2 separate regions of the Danio rerio genome follow, and region 1 is linked to region 2. A link is a contact called in public HiChIP or PLAC-seq data. All regions are on one chromosome and are shown on one strand. Each heading gives the region's core, a stretch centred on a gene start, on an enhancer-like site or on the middle of the called end of the contact. The rest is flanking DNA. Distances are from core to core; before and after follow the strand shown. Region 1 holds the start of colgalt2b (collagen beta(1-O)galactosyltransferase 2b). Region 2 holds the start of zgc:77486.

What was found. HiChIP or PLAC-seq counts read pairs in DNA pulled down with a chosen protein or histone mark.
Region 1: an H3K4me3 HiChIP or PLAC-seq map of gastrula embryo shows a contact between it and region 2, with 5 times the contacts expected there. The contact joins the promoter of colgalt2b here to the promoter of zgc:77486 in region 2. A contact is called at or near these places in 2 of 4 datasets of contacts at active chromatin or transcription factors (embryo and gastrula embryo).

What each region holds. Positions count from the first base shown.
Region 1 is chr8:21,260,755-21,265,681 of GRCz12tu, reverse strand. It overlaps colgalt2b (collagen beta(1-O)galactosyltransferase 2b), which reads left to right and starts at 1,402. Exons shown (of 12, transcript NM_001130076.1): 1 at 1,402-1,708. The coding sequence starts at 1,479.
Region 2 is chr8:21,132,951-21,138,078 of GRCz12tu, reverse strand. zgc:77486 reads left to right here and starts at 2,607. Exons shown (of 5, transcript NM_212872.1): 1 at 2,607-2,641.

The sequences.
Region 1 (4,927 bases), core at 153-2,652, 130 kb before region 2:
CAGAAAAATTCTGAGTTTAAATGAGATCCCAGAGCAGCAGGTGTCAGCTGCAGACAGTGAATTTGCTGCTGATGTCACGACTGAAGTTTGGGATACACGATGAGACGCGAATGGAAAGAGATCGAGCACCCGACGGAGAAATCAAATCAGCAATGAGGAAAGAAAGAAGGGAAACGAAAGCCAATCAAGAACTCTGAACAGGCCCAGGTCCAGATGCACATAAATGAGGGTGCTAGCTACTGAACTAGTACTCTAATAGCCTAATGTGAAGGCAATAACTCACCATTACAAGAATAGTAGCCTATAGACATAGACTTAGATTTACTAATTGTTATTAATTTAATAAGTAAATGCAAAAGTATTTACAACATATTTTGAAAACAAAATCTTCAATGTAGCCTATCAAATGTGTGTCCATTAATCTGTTTTTATTTCTTCAAGCACAAATATTGATTTCCCTGCCAACTTATTGTCTTCATTTTAGTCATTGCAATTTATACCTCTTAATACAAAACTAAATGCCAAGTTCTCGTTCACTGCAGTTGAGTTCGTCTCACAACTGTCTACACTGCACAATGAATCCCTTGGTTTTAATGAGATGTTTTGTGACTATGCAGAATGTCTGAATATTATGAGTGCAATCTGACACCTCTTACTGAACACTGAATTCTGAATCAACAGATACAGAGTGTCTGTCATTGGCTACACTGCGGAACACAAAAACATGTAAATGAAAACCTTTGAGGCAGCGCAAATGAATTATGGCTAACTTTATTTATTTATGTATTTATTTTTAAATTTTTACAGTAGGAAAAGTTTGTGTAGTTTTGTAACTTCAGGTTTTAGAGGCCCAGAGAGCAGGAGTCTAATCTAAAAACAAATCTAAACAAACCAATGATGACCTGCAACAATCTGAAATAGCCTAATTTGAGTAAAAAGACCAAACTTAAGTCTGTGCTCCAAAGCATTTGACAATATCACTTTAAGATGAAATTTAAATTTTCAGGTCTTTGCCCAAAAGTTGAATTGGTAAAGAAAAACTTAAACGTAGTAGGCCTCCACGAGAACCTGATCAGGTGGATTGGCACGTCATATCATTTGCGCGCACGTGTACAGGGCCTGTAAGCTGCAAGCAGCACTTACTAAGATTGATGTCCGGCCCTTAAGTCTGCTAAATAACAGTATATTGTCTTACAAAGCATAATTATGAACATGATATTGGCTTTTAACTAGTTTATTTATTGAGCGGTTTTCCACTAGGTCTATGCGCATCCAATATGTCATCATTCCTTACTGATCTCTCAAAGAGTGAAGGGTGTAAACATTTGGAGGAGGCACCAGACTTTCGTCAAAGGTAACCCCTCTAAACCTCTCCACCTCTCTCTACCCCTCTAACCCACCCTCTCTGTTTTTCAGCCTCCCATTCACTCGGACACCCCGCTCAGGTTGTGGCAGGCAGCGGTGTCCATCAGGCAGAGATGCCGGCTGAGGGATTCGTTTTTGCGGCTGTGATTTGCGCTGTCATGGCGCAAAACTGCAGCGGGGAGCTTATGGCTCACGTGCAGGACCCGAACCCCGTGCCAGAATCCTCCTTGCTCAAGCCCAAAGTCATGATCGCGATTCTTGCTCGAAACTCTGCGCACAGCCTGCCCTACTACCTGGACTGCATCGACCGCCTGGACTACCCGAAGGACCGGATTGCGATATGGTGAATAACTCCTGTCTGAACTTTTGTTTTCATGGGGGGTTGCTTTTAAAGACGAAAGTTTGTGTGATCAGATGGTTTGCTTTTGCAGCTAGTGTGGTGGCTGAAAACCGAGAAGGTCCTGTGCATAGTGGAGTTATTGTGAAGCGTGCGCAGGTAAACTTCGGTTAATGAAAACCTTCAGGCAGATAGAGGAACAGAGACGCCGCTGTCTGCGTGAAACAGACCTGTTAAAGAGCTTTTACTACACTCTGTCCACGCGTGTGTGCAGGGATTTAATTACATGTTAAATGGAGATGAAAGACATTTGCTGGCTAAGCAACATGTCCTGTCGGGTCTTATAATTAGAGCGCCAACTGTTTAATGACGTTTTCCTGTCAGCTAATGTTCGCGGCGACAGCACAACATTAATTGAGGTTTGTCTCGCGTAACCGCTCGTCCTGTCAACTATTTGACCATTATTTAGATGTAGGTTATTTGTAATTTATCAGTGTAATATTAGTAAAGTGAAAGTTCAAGGCTTTGAACTGTCCGCAACAAATTTCTAGATGAACCACTGTGTTGCTGGTGACTTTCACTCAGGAGAGAATTCGGTTTGCGCTTTTAAGTTGTAAACATTTGTTGTTACTGGTGAAACGCATATATACGAGTATGTAGAAATACTTACAATGTTGTTAACTAGTTAGACTATAGGAATAGATTATATTAGTCACTGCTATAATCTAGTTAGGACGGTGTGCTAAATTGTGGATCCAGTTGAACAGTATATGCATTCATAATATTTCAATCCATAATAATTACAAGTGGGAGGAGAAGAAGGTTTAAACTCTGGCATATTATCTCTCCATTTCCATATGCCACAGGTGAGCATCCACTGTAACTGTTCTAACTTCCCTTCCCTTCAACCTTTCTCGTGGTAAACAGGTGATTTAGTTTTTCTGTTCAGATCCATTTTATAGAGGCTCACATGCACACAAAGCTTTCAATTTCAGCTCCCTCCCTTCCCTAATGTCGCTCTGCTCCAACATCTAAGCAAAACCAATTGGAAAGCATTCAGTTCCACGTGTTTAGGTTTACAGTACACTCTATTTCATGTTTTACCGCTTCTTTTTTTCTCTTTATTTGTTCTGGCAGGTTTTAGCTGGAAAAGCACAGTTCTGATTTTTGAATCCATGTACTATCATTTGTACTATAAGCTATCGTTTACTATCGCTGCTGCTTTAAAATCCTCAATGACAAATTGTTCATCCAGTTGTTGAACTTAACGTTTCAATGTGTATCTGAGCTGTAATGATTATCGACAAAAAATTAGCTTTGGATTGTTTAAAACATTAATGTGCACATACAATTCGATGGAAATCAAATTTTCCATGTCATGCCAACTTTAAACTAGCTATCTGTGGTCATTTGTGTCTGTCAGGAAGACCTTCAGGAGTTTACTGAACAAACGGAGCAGTAAAATGACAGGCTGAAAGTCCCACTGTTTTGCGAAAGAATGTGGAGAATTAGCGAGAGGAAAACATGAAGCGAGAAGAATGGGGCAGGGGAGGAGCACTGTTGAGAATTACACAGGGGCACTACGAGTAGCCCAGCAAACTACATTCCATCCCGATTGACCACGTGCACGGGTCACCCACTGTGACATCTCTCTATTCCACTTTCCCCCAACTTATTTGTTCTAGTGATTTCTCAGATAGAATTAGAGAAATGAACATTGGTATTTGTGTTTGCAACAATCAGTCTGTTGTTGAAGACCCCCAAAACCAAAATATGACCTTTTATAATGCATAATAGGGGCTCTTAAAGGAATAAAGGTGAATTGCATTCAATATAAATTTGAGTATTGTTGCAGAATAAAAATATACCTGCACTATTACATATCTTGTTATTATTAGATTAGGATTTCATATTTTGTTAGCTCACTTAATGCAAAATTCCAATATTAAAAAGCATGTTGCGCCATCTTCAATTACTGGAATTTGGATGGGATGCCAAATTGCTGGATAGTGCAACTGACCAATCAGAAGCAAGTATTCAACAGTGGTGTGTAATAAGCTGCTAAAATGTTAAAGAGTCAGAGAACGATTTCCTCTGACAATGTCTTGATTAATAGCTCAGACAGTTTTAAGTAATACAGAGGAAAGGCTTAAAGAGTGTTCATGTTCCCAAAGGCACAGTCCTGTAATTAATAAAATGGTGTTTAAGATAATAGCACTAACACAGCGTTTGACACATGACCGATCAAGTTACAGTCAGATTTATTGAACACAGACTCGTTTAAGAGCCGACTGCTCACTTTTGTGTTTACAAGACTTATTACCGGAATGATATGATTTTTCTTGACAGCCATACAAGCGAACTCAGGTGTTCATTCCTGCAGTTATGATGTTGTTGTTGAGGAATGCTGGGCAATAAATAAAGCATGGTGAATGTAACAAAGTTCCTGAGGAAAGAATGGAGATATATTGGGTATTGATCTGAAGGAGAGATCTGGAAATGATTATATGTCATTACATCTGTGAGTGTTTTTGTGTTTTATTAGGTTTGCATGAGTGCTGCTGTAAACAAAACACTGGCACAGCGTCTTTTTGGTGGGGTCTAAAGCCTAACTAGCATATTTTTTATTCAGTATTGTTCTTTTCAATGTGTCCAGAACCAATGTGTCCACTCTTTAAAAAACAGTTCCAATACATTTATTTGTCCACTTAAAAGGATAGTTCACCCAAAAATGAAAATCTGTCATTATTTACTGATCTTCCACATATTCTAAAGATATTTGAGAAAAGAAGTGCAGTGGCACACCTTTCTTGCGTATCCTTATGTGCAGTACCACCTTTTGCTGCTAGTCCAACAACCAGTATTTGAAAGGAAACAAGTAAGACGGTCTAAGACCTAAACTTTTTTTTTTTTAAAGTTGTACTGAAAAAATGCAAAACGAAAATACAAAGCTACAAAAGACTCTATAGCTGGGTCAAAAACTGTGTTGCTTCCAACGTCCATAGCTGCAATCATCTGACCAAAATGAACAAAGTAAATACATAATGTATTACTGCTGAAAGCCCAAAAAAAAAAAAGTATAGATTAATTATCAAATAGTGCATTGTAAATAATACAATCATAATAAATTCTTATTACATTTCAATATAAATTTTCACCATGTTTTTACCTTTTTAAGGTTCAGGACACCCTGGAGTACTTGTTTGAACACTAATTTCAAGAGTT
Region 2 (5,128 bases), core at 1,358-3,857:
GAGTGTATTGATTTTTCTTGTTTCTTATAATGTGCTTAAATCATTAATGTAACTTCCGTATTTATTAATGGAATTTTTTGGTATTTTATAATTTCATTTATTTCTACAATTTTGGGAATGCGATGTTTGATTGTTTTGTAAATACATTGTGGAAATGCCTATCTGTCTGTGGATTTGAAAACTGCAATAAAAACTAAATGGAAAAAACAACTAAAAAAGAAAAATGAATCACTATCAAGTAAAAATAAACACACAACCTAAAGCTTGGAACAAATAAACAACTGGAACAAATGAATGCAAATATCTGTTGGACCTTGCTCGTCTGAAATAAGTATTACTTCTACCTGATGGTAGGAGGCAAATCTTTGAATAAAGTGTACGGTTCTCATCTGCTAAAATTGATATTACCCTCTTTATGACTCTCACCTCATACACCTGTCCAATGCTGTTAAGATTTGTGCCCAAAATCTTTTGAGATAGATGAACAATTTTTGAAAGTCTGTTTTTACTTGTCACCCTTAAATGACCGTTCCAGGATTTTACTGCAAAAGTTAAGAGACTCAATAAAAGAAGAATAAAATGTCCTTAGAAGAGACCTCTCCATATTAAATCCTTTCAACCTCCTTAAGTAAAACAATTGTTGATTCACCTTTTTACAGATAAAGTTTGTGCTGGCCTCAAAGTTTAGTTGATCATCCAGGATAGTGCCTAGGCAGGGGCGTATCAATCGTGGGGATGAGGTGGGATATGTTCCCCTTACTTTTAGAAACAAACCATTTGGAAAAAGGTGATTAATAATAATAAGAACGTAAACTTTTTGATCCTATTTAGCTGCCCCCCCCCCTTTTTTTTTTAAATGTCCCCTGTGTATTTATGAGCATTCACTATCTCAACAACTGTACCATTTATAGTAGAAGTAGCGTATAGCATTAATAATAAAGTTACACCGAAAATCAATAAGCATCTCTTTAGTTTTAGGTTATTATATTTTAATAAATATTAATTAATTATATAAATATTAAGTTGTAAATATGATACCTCAGGGTTCTGTCCTAGGCCCTCTTCTTTTTAATTTAAATACGCTCCCTCTCAGCAAGATTATTGGTAGTTTTAAAGTTATATCTTATCATTGCTATGCAGATGATGTACAATTATATTTTCTTTTAGCCCTGACAGACTAGACAAACTGTTTCTCTTGCAGGATTGTTTAGTCTCCATTAACTATTGGATGGCAGACAATTTTCTGCAATGTTGATTTTTACTCCAGATAGCATCACCCCAATGCTCAAGCAAGTTTTTGGGGTTTGTCATCTTCAAATTGCAGTGACATTAGAAATCTGGTTGTCATCTTTGATAGAGCTCTGTGTTTAAATAGCCATGTTAAGTCTGTTGTTTGTAGATGCTTTTTACTTCCGAGGAACATCGCAAAAATCTGAGATATTGTTATAAAGGAAAAGTGGAGATGCTTGCATGCCTTAATCTCTTCACGGTTTGGATTATTGTAATGTTGTTCACTTGTCTGAACAAATCTTCCATGGATTGATTGAACGTTGAGCAGAATGCAGCGGCGAGGCTTTTAACCAATACCAGTAGCAGGTCGCACATTACTCCTGTGCTTAAAGCACTTCAGTGGCTTCCTATTGGTTTTAGAGTAAATTTTAGGATTCTGGTCATTACATATAGAGCTCTGCATGGTCAAGCACCCCTATATATTCAAGATCTTTTACGTAGTCACTCATGTAGCCGATCTCTGAGGTCTTCTGGCAAAGACCTTTTAGCAATTCCCAGAACTCAAGACTAAAGGTGACCGTGCCTTCTGTGTGGTGGCCCCAATGCTCTGGAACTCTCTCCCTTTAGCACTGAGAAATCTGGGATCAGCTGAACTTTTTAAAAAGCGTTTAAAGACACATTTTTGGTCAAGCTTTAAATTAAAAGTATTAGTGTTACTTGGATTTTTAACTTGTTTTAATATGTTTGAACATGTTTTCTTTAATTGATTAGTGTTCTTTTATCTGTTTTCTCTTATTGTAAAGCACTTTGTGACTCAATGTTTGGGAACAGTGCTATATAAATAAACCTTTACTTACTTGATAATTCAGGCAAATTAGAATGTATTTAATTTGAATACCAAACAAGATTTCTTTTAATAATGTGAAAAATAAACAGAAATGTTTAAATGCTGTATCTAAAATCAGCATATTAACGCAATTATATCAAGAAAGGAGTTGAAGTAGGCTAGCAGCCTTTGCACAGAAAGTGAAAATGATACATACAAAATCATAATTACACGTGACGATTTTGCCTTTCTATCTGCAACTTTTACACCCAAACAACTCTGAAAACAAGAAAGCTGTGTCATTTAAGCTAATGTTGTTTAATACACACATTTTGAAGCTAATCAACAGCATGTTATAGACATCCTTGGCAGCATTGTTTGGCGTAGACTCGAGTGGATTGATGGGAAGTGTGATGATGATGATGTGGTTTCGATGAAAATGAATTGTTGCGCTACGGTGACGTCACGCCCGTTGTTTCGGATGACGTTGAGAGAAGCAGGCCGCACGCGCATAGCAGGAACCTACTCTGTCAGATTTCTGTGGATCAAGGTCGTCGATTTCTCTTCAATCACACGGAAATACGGGTAAATATTCGAGATTGTTGGGGTTTTAATGTACCGCAAGTGTTCGTGGGACGCTCTCGAGGTCCCAGCTGTCCGTTTTGCGTGCGTGCCATCACGTCTGCTAGTCGTTAGCACAGCTAGCGCGTTAGCCTGGCTAAATGAATATCACAAACAAGAACGACTTTCATCTAGTCAGCGGTTTTAACACGGTCATCCACACACAATATTAGCTACTTTTGAAGGGAAATATTCGCCTCGGGTGTCGCTTTGGCGTTGACATCATTGTTTGTCGCGATAGTCGGGTAAAAGACAAATGTTTTCTAATTGCGGAGCCGCTCTCAGCTGATTTTCCACGGACTTGCTCCAGAATAACCAGAATAATTTGTATGGTATTCTGTCGTTTGCATTGTTGCGGTCAACTTCTATATTTTCACATTTAACACTTACTTGCTTCTTTATTCGAATTGAAGCGCAACTGTTGCCAGACTGTTAATCGTTATTTGATCAGCAGGCTGTTTAGGTTACTGTAACCTGGACCATTCGTTTGTTTGTTTGAGAAACAAAAAGCGAACAAAGAAACTTTTGTTTTATGCAGCATGTTGACAGCCTCTAGCAGGGTCGACAACAAATAAGTCGAGTTTAAAGTAGTTTTTTTACTATAACTGGAGTCCAACAATCGACTGTTTTCATTGTTAAACATTGTTCATGTTTTTCTCCTATCTGGTGCATCTTTTGTTTGATACATTTGAAATGGGTACATACTAACTAGAGCAGGGAGGATATGAAAGTTGATACATTTAGTGTAATTTGTTTCATCATATTGCCTTTATGCAGTTTAACACTAAATGTGTGTGTACGGAATTGGTTTGTTACAGTGTATTGTACAGTTTGCTTGTTGCAGTTTGCATTTACTTACTTAAGTGATAACAGTAAATTAGAAACCATTGCAAATAACTAAGTTTAATTGTAGACCGACATGCTTGTGGTTTATTCATTCATCATTACTTATTTGTCCCAGTAACAAGGACACTAAAATAAAATGTGAATTTTTAACAATAAAAATAGAACAATAGATTGAAGATAATAATATTATTTGCTCACCCTTATCCCATTCAAAATTTTATGGTATTGTTTCTCCCTATGCAATACAAGAATACTATTTTTTTTCTCACAAATCCTCCAATCCATAATGACCATGAAAGCTCAAAACTATTATTTGGCTTCAGAAAAATTGCAATATTCCATGCAAGTTGTATAAGATTTCCGGGATGCACCAAATGAAAATTCTTGAACGAAACCAAAAATTTAAGATGTGTTTGTAATTTTTTTGAACAATGCCTAATGCAATACTTAAAAATTAATTTCTCGCAGTTTGCAAACACATACTTTAGTGATAACAATAATTTAGAAACAATTGCAAATGACTAAGTCTAATTGTACACTGAAATGCTTGTGGGTAATCAACATTTATCATTTCTTTTTTGTCCAATTATCCTGCAACAGGGAGGCCTTTGACCTCTTTGTCAAGGCCCAAAAAGACACCATAAAAGTCAAACATATCACTCTTGTGCATAAAGCTATTATTTAGCTTTAGCAAGTTGGTAATATTCCACACTAGTTTTTAGGGATGCAACAAAATAAAAATTCTTAAACGAAACCAAAAATTCAAGATATGTTTGCAATATTAAACAGTGTACATATGCAAGACTTTTAAATTTAAATTTAATTTAAATTTTTTAAAGTTTTTTTGATATTTACCTAAACACAGAAGTGAAATCTAAAGGTTTTTAAATACAAATATTAAGGTTTTAATTAGTTAACCAATCTATTAATACACCAAATTTAATTAAACTTTTATTTAGATTAATAAAATGGCCCAATTTCCCAGTAATGGGTTGCAGCTGGAAAGGGATCCTCTGCCTAAAACATATGTTGGATAAATTGGTGTTTCATTCCGCTGTGGCGATATTAATAAAGAGACCAAGCTGAAATGAAAGTGAATGAATGCATGAATGAATATAGGCACAAAAGTAAGACTGAATTTAAATTAAATTTAAATTACACTTAAGGAACACTTTGTTGTTAACATTTTTATTCAATGCTGTAATTATTTATTTTCAGATATTTACTAAACAACAAGGTAAGCATTGAACAATAACCGGTTTCAAGATTTACCGTGGTTAAAACAACTAAAATCGTACTGTTATGGTACATGCAAGTGTTTTTTTTTTTTTTACAGATTTATTTACGAATTTTATGTAGTTTTTTTTAGGGTAACAGTATGTCCAGCAGCAAATAACCATCCACATCAAAAGTTACTAGTCAGCCCACAACTCAGCACACGTTTGAAAAAAAAAAAAAAAAATCGAGTAATCCAAGGTTATGTTACCATCAGAATCTTTTACCGGCCCATGCCTATAACAGGGCTCAAAATTAACTTTTTTACTTGGTAGCACCGGTGCTCCCAACTTTAAATATTTAGGAGCACCAAAAGAAATTTAGGAGCAG